Regions from separate parts of the Hordeum vulgare genome. Here region 2 is linked to region 1. A link is a contact called in public Hi-C data. All regions are on one chromosome and are shown on one strand. Each heading gives the region's core, a stretch centred on a gene start, on an enhancer-like site or on the middle of the called end of the contact. The rest is flanking DNA. Distances are from core to core; before and after follow the strand shown.

Region 1 (3,263 bases), core at 518-3,017:
TTTTTCAAGAAATGTTTTGTCAGTTTTAAAAAATGTTTTCATATATGAATGCTCCTTTTGTTCTTATATACCACGTGAGATATAATCACTAGCAGCCTATAGGACGATTCGGAAGGTGCGGGCACTATGGGAAGTGAGGTGCCGAGTTCGAGCACTTTCAAGCTCATTGTTGCTTCAACTGTTTTTGTTGCTCTTCCTAATAGAAGACAAGTGGGTTCATGCAGCTTTTAAAAATGTTTACTGTCACTATGAAAACATAAGATAATATCATTACCAAAATGTAAAACAAACAAAATAAAAAGTGAAAATAAAAACAGCGCTAGCGACTGACTTAAAATGGACCGGCCTGATTCATCCTAATGTCAGCCAATGACAGTCTACAATCCTTGCCATAATTTCCGGGATTACAAGTTTGAAGTTTAGTTTAGTTTTCTTCTATAATTTAAGGGAAATGATTTTCCTCAGCCGGCTGATCATTACCTTGCATCCATGACCTTCCGTGCTAGGCACGTGTCCCACAGGGTTTACATGCATTGGATCGGTTGAGCACTCCGCTGCGGTAAGTTTTTGCAACAAGACATTTGTTGTAAAAAAGAAAAAACTGCAACCAGGCTTGTGTTAAGAAAAACTTAAAAATTTCTGCAACATGACATTTATTGTAAAAAATGCAACATGACCTCACTCACAAACATTTTTGCAACAAGATATCTGTTGAAAAAAACTGCAAGAAGAGTTGTTTTGAAATAATGAAGCGCTACTTGGCCATTCGAGGCGCCAAATTGGTCAACTCGCGACACGGCCGATCTTTTAAAAGGATCGGCCGATGGACACGCAACACACCCATTTTCTTTCTCGACCCAACCATGGTGTCCAACAGGTCTTTCTGTAACACGATCTTTGCTAAAGAAAATCCTCTACAACAAACTCCATTGCAAACAAAAATATACTAGTGTTTTCATAACATGATCTGTGTTGTAGAAAATATTATATAACAAACTTTCTTACAGAAAAAATTATACAACTGTTTTCGCAACACGGTCTTTGTTGCAGAACATAATCTATAACAAACTTTATTGCAAAATAATTACAGATGTTTGTGCAACACAATGTGCGTTGTAAAAAATATTCTATAACAAATCCGATTGCAGAAAAAATTATAAAAGTATTTCCGCAACACAATCTTTATTACAGAAAATATTCTATAACAAACTCTGTTGCAAAACATTATACAGGTGTTTCCAAAACATGATCTTTTGTTGCAAAAAATATTCTATAACAATCTCTGTTGCAAAGAAAGTCTACAAAATATTTCCGCAACAAGATCTTTGTTACAGAAAATTCTGCAACATAATCTATGTTGTATAAGTTAATATGCCCGTCAGCTATTTGATGACTACACCTCTAGTCGAAAGCGACCCGGCCGATCTTTTAAAAAGATCGATCGGCGGATGCATAGGTTTGTTTTGGACTTTTTCCGAAATGCTGGTCCGAAGATCAATTCGGCAGCCTTGGTCTGGCATCTGGTTGGACCAATCGGCATCGGCGCATCTGGTTGCCGACTTGTATATTTGCCGACTTGTAGTGATGCAAACGTACGACTGTTTGGATTTATTCAAACGTGTGTTTTGAATCCTGTAGGGATACAGCTATTTCCCGTGAAGTTTCTGAAAACCATGTAGCAAACGGACAGTATTGCTTGCATTGCATGCAGAGCCCGCCGGACTGACAAGTTGAAATGGTGTCGGCGCCACCGCACTACTGGCGCCTGGCGCTCCCACGTCGCCATTCGTCGTCCTGGAAACATCTCATCCAATTTGTTCCACCAACCGCGTCGCCATCGGTCCGCCGTGACGGGCCAGTGCTGTCTGCCGTGCCACGACCGCCACCTACTCCGACCCACACAAACGTCCCCAGGTTTTAAAGCGCGAGCGAGCCCTCTCCGTCCTTCCCTCCCACCGCCGGCCGCCGCGACAGCGCGGGCTCCCCTCCCGGCCGGCCGCATGGAGCCGCCGGCGCCTCCGCCCCCGCCCCCGCCGCAGCTGCACCTGCGCGTCCTGGACACCGTCAGGCTCTCCCCGGCGCGGCGGCCTCCGGCGTCGTCCCTGCCGCTCTCCGGCCTCGACGCCGACCGCAACGTGCTCGACGTCTCCTTCCGCACCGTCCGCTTCTTCCCTGCCCACCCGGTCTCCCTCGACCCGCTCGACGCCCTCCAGGCCGCGTTCGCCCACGCGCTCGGCCTCTTCCCGCAGCTCGCCGGCTCCGTCGTCCGGGAAGACGGCAGCGTCGTGTTCTCCGGGGCCGGCGAGGACGCCGTGGCCCTCGTCCTCGCGGCGACGGAGCTGACGGTGGCCGACGTCGACGCGGACAAGCCGGACTCGCCGCTGCTCGGCCGCCTCGCGCCCGGCGACAGCGACGGCGGGCCGGCAGCGCTTGCGCTCCAGGTCACTCGGTTCACGTGCGGCGGCGTCGCGCTGGGGATGCGGGTGGCGCACGCGCTCTGCGACGGCGCGGGGTCCACCAAGTTCCTCGTCGCCGCCGCGCGGTTCGCGCGGGGTCTGGAGCCGGAGGCCGCGGCGGAGCCGGTGTGGGACAGGCGGGAGCTCCTGGGCCCCAGGAACCCGCCGCGGGTGGTGACGCCGTTCGACGCCGTGCTCGCGACCGACGACGACATCCCGCGGCTTGGCCCGTACGGCGCGGCGAGCGACGGAGAAGGGCACGAGCGGCTGGCGAGGGAGTGCTTCCACGTCAGCGACGCGCGCGTGGAGGCGCTGAGGGCGCGGCTCGCCGCCGACGCCGGCGTCAAGTTCACGACCTTCGAGGTTCTCGCCGCCTTCATCTGGCGCGCCAAGGTGAAGGCCAACCAAACTGCCCCCGACGAGACGGTGAAGATGGTGTACTCCATGAACATCAGCGGTCTCCTCGACCCGCCGCTGCCGGAGGGGTACTGGGGCAACGTGTGCGTGCCGGTGTACGTGGCGCTGGCCGCGAGCGACCTCGCCGGGCGGCCGCTGGCGGAGACGGCGTCACTGGTCAGGAAGAGCAAGCGGGAGGTGGACGAGGAGTACGTGCGGTCCTACGTCGACCTCCAGGAGCTGCGGCGCGGGGAGGGCGGCATCACGGCGGGGCGGCGCGGCGTGAGCGCGTTCACGGACTGGCGGAGGCTGGGGCACTCGGAGGTGGACTTCGGGTGGGGCGGGCCCGACGCCGTGCTCCCGCTATCGTGGCGGCTGCTCGGGAGCACGCAGCCGTGCTTCCTGCTGCCG
Region 2 (3,263 bases), core at 212-2,711, 190 kb before region 1:
GGGCTGGACGAAGGGTTTATATAGGGACATCTTTAGTCCCGGTTGTTGATACAGATCGGGACTAAAAGTCCACCTCTAGTCCCGGTTGGTAATACCAACCGAGACGAAATGGGTTCGCTCGGGCCCCAGCCTGACGCCAGCCTGCCACCACCTCTTTAGTCCCGATTGTAACACCAACCGAGACTAAAGATCACAAATGAACCGGGACTAATCTTAGCCGTGCCCCCGGCCGCTCCTAGCCGTTGAAACCGGGACTAATGATCACATTAGTCCCGGTTCAAAACACAACCGAAACTAATTAATGCTAAAGACGAAAGATCTGTTTTCCACTAATGGAGTGACCTGCCAATCAAAATTGAGATGGATTCTGTTGTTGCAGTTAAGTTGCTCAGTCTAAGGAGGTGGGTAGATCGATCTACTCCTTGCCCGTTAAGATAATTAGATATCTTATGTTTTTTCTTGATTCTTGTATTACTCATGTAAATCGCAATCAAGATGACAAGATTAGTACTCCCTCTGTTTCTAAATATAAGTCTTTTAAGAGATTTATTAAAGGTCTACATACGGAACAAAATGAGTGAATCTACACTCTAAAATATGTCTATATACATTTGTATATAGTCTACTAATGAAATCTTTAGAAAAAAATTATATTTAGGAACGAAGGGAGTAATAGTTTAGCTAAGTTTGCTTGTTTGGAAGGCACAACCATCACTTGGAAACGTTCGTGGCCTCCAGTTGTTCTGGAGCTAGCTGTGATTGATTGTATGAACCTTATGAGTTGAGTAATACAGTACAAGTGTTTCATGCGCAAAAAAAAAAAAAAGACGAATGCATTGTATATATAGATAATCATAATCCACTCCCGTTGTATCTCCATCGACCAGTGAGTCGGGAAACGGGAAAGATCAAGTACACCATTTTATTTTCCTTGCGTGCTTGAGAGAGACACGAAGTACAAAACTCATGTTTGAGTAACCTACCACCCATGCGCATGCGTACACCCTCCTTAACGGACGCACGCTCCTTGACAAGAGCTTGCACGTCAGCGCGAGCTTAATTAATGGTGCTGAGGGTCCGGGCCGCCGGGGCTGGACCTCTTCGACTCAGAGTAGGGCATCGCCGCCGCCGCCCTCCCAGCTGCTGACCGCCGCGCGCTGCTCGACACAGCCGTCCCTGCCAGCTGCCCCGAGAAGACGGCGGGGGCATTGCTCCCGCCGGCCAGCATTCTCCGGCCGGCCACCGCCACCTGCAGGAGGTCGGCCTCGCAGCGTGAGACGGCGGACAGCAGCAGCAGGAGCACCACGGCGCACGTCACCACCGGCATCCTCAACGCGCTCGAGCTGGACGCCATGAGAGGTATCGATCGGTCTAGCTAGCTAGCTAGATTATATTCGCCGGCGAATGCTATGCTCTGCAGCTTGCTGCCTTGCTATACCTCGCTCTAGACTGTGCAGGTGGTGGTGCTGAGTTGGGTACGTAGCTGCACGACGCCGAGGTGATTTATAGGGGAGCGTCCGAGGCCGGCCGGGCAGGCGGTTAATTTGCCGTTATTCAAAATATACCGGGCGTTGGCGCCATGGGTGGAGATCGCCGGTGTGTCGCACTCGCCATGACAGCGACGAACCAGCGACGAGGGCAATGACCTCACTCACCCAACGAATCATCGTCGTACATATATGCGCCATGTTGCAAATACAAATTGACAACTTGGGCGCGGAAAAGGGGCCTTTCTTTTGTATGGCCCCTCCCGGTTGGATTTTCAGCAAGGAGAAACCTCGCATTATCGTTATAGATATTATCTGTGCGGACCCTCACACAACGAACGAAAACGGGGCAACTGCAGACCGAAGTATGATTGGATGGTTAGGTAGATAGCAGTATCTCAGTCCATCATAATTCAAGTCCTAGACTTGGCACTGGTACTCGCATTTTTCTGTATTTATTTCAACCTTTCGACGATGTGCGTTATGTCGGAGAAGATGTTTCTGTCGACTACGAAAACGTCTATGATGACTTTATCAATTTCAGAATAATAAGCCGTCTCAGTTTGATGAGATGCTCATAAAAATAAAATATGTGTATGTATTTATAGGGATGAGCGTATGAGCGTCTCCATCTATATTGTGTTCAGAAAAAGAAAAACGAGGCAACTTTATGCTCATGCATGGCCCCGTGTGGTCGATCATATATACGCCATGTTGCAAATACAAATAAGGCAAGTTGGACGAGAAAAGATGCCTTTCTTTTCTTCGGCCCCTCCATATCAGATTTTCAGGCAGAAGAAATCTGGCATCATAGATACCCATGCAAACCTCAAAATAGGCGAAAGACATCCGTGCATGTTTGACATTGTTTGTTGGACCAACCATCGTTATCGACAGGTTTCGTCACGCCATTGGAACGACAAGAGAGCGGCAATCAAAATCCGTGGGAACGGGTGTCTTGGGCCAGATCACCGCGGTCGAATCAGCAGCCGCCGTAATCTTCGCCCGGATACACATGCATATCTCTCGCCGCCTCTTGCCACCGCACGAAACTTTGTTCACACCACGACCTACGTAGGCGCGCACACACACAATTGATGATATGTCAAAGAGGTTGCGTCCACGCACACACCCATTTGTAACTCCATCGATCGACCTTACCAAATTGGAGTCTGGGATCGGCAGAGCCATTGCGCTTGGCAGGCAAAGAGTTTCCCATTCGTCCAACTCGTAAAGGCGAGTAACCACCCTAGGACGTCCCTAGCTAGCTATACTATGCGTACCGACAGATCCATGCATGCATGACCAAGAGTCCAAGACCACCCCAGTGCCCAGGTCATGAGCTAGCTAGCTAGCTATAGGGCGGTCCGTGTCACTTTGCACCGGCCCGTGAATTGTATAAGTAGGACGGGGCAATGGATGGGAGTTCTAGGTATGGCCAATGGAAGGAGCTCTTCTAGTTCTAGGTGTGGCTTGGCTCCAATGGAGTCCTTGTTAAACTAGCTCACCCGAGGAGACCCACCCCCCACGACATGCACTACGGCCATGGCCGTGCACGCACGAAGGTGGCTGGCCATTGGCAGCTTTCCCCCCATAGGCCGTGCGACCCTCGGGCAGCCAGAGAGGCCGGATGCGGCAACCGGGGGCGAGCCGTATTTGGCCACACCCCTCCGAATTAACAAACATGGAAGGTACATGCACGCACAGCCACAGCGCCTGCAGCCCAGCCCACCGGCCGATCCAGTGGGAACGCAGCTGATACAGTTCGTGGGACAC

Evidence for each region. A called contact is a pair of places that touch in the nucleus more often than the background predicts.
Region 2: a Hi-C map of leaf shows a contact between it and region 1, with 3 times the contacts expected there. The contact joins the promoter of LOC123412115 here to the promoter of LOC123412833 in region 1. A contact is called at or near these places in 2 of 6 Hi-C or Micro-C datasets (leaf and seedling).

Annotation. Positions count from the first base shown.
Region 1 is chr7H:40,350,693-40,353,955 of MorexV3_pseudomolecules_assembly, reverse strand. It overlaps LOC123412833 (3'-N-debenzoyl-2'-deoxytaxol N-benzoyltransferase-like), which reads left to right and starts at 1,767. Exons shown (of 2, transcript XM_045105779.1): 1 at 1,767-3,263. The coding sequence starts at 2,001.
Region 2 is chr7H:40,536,761-40,540,023 of MorexV3_pseudomolecules_assembly, reverse strand. LOC123412115 reads right to left here and starts at 1,461. Exons shown (of 1, transcript XM_045105059.1): 1 at 819-1,461. The coding sequence starts at 1,354. The coding sequence ends at 1,061.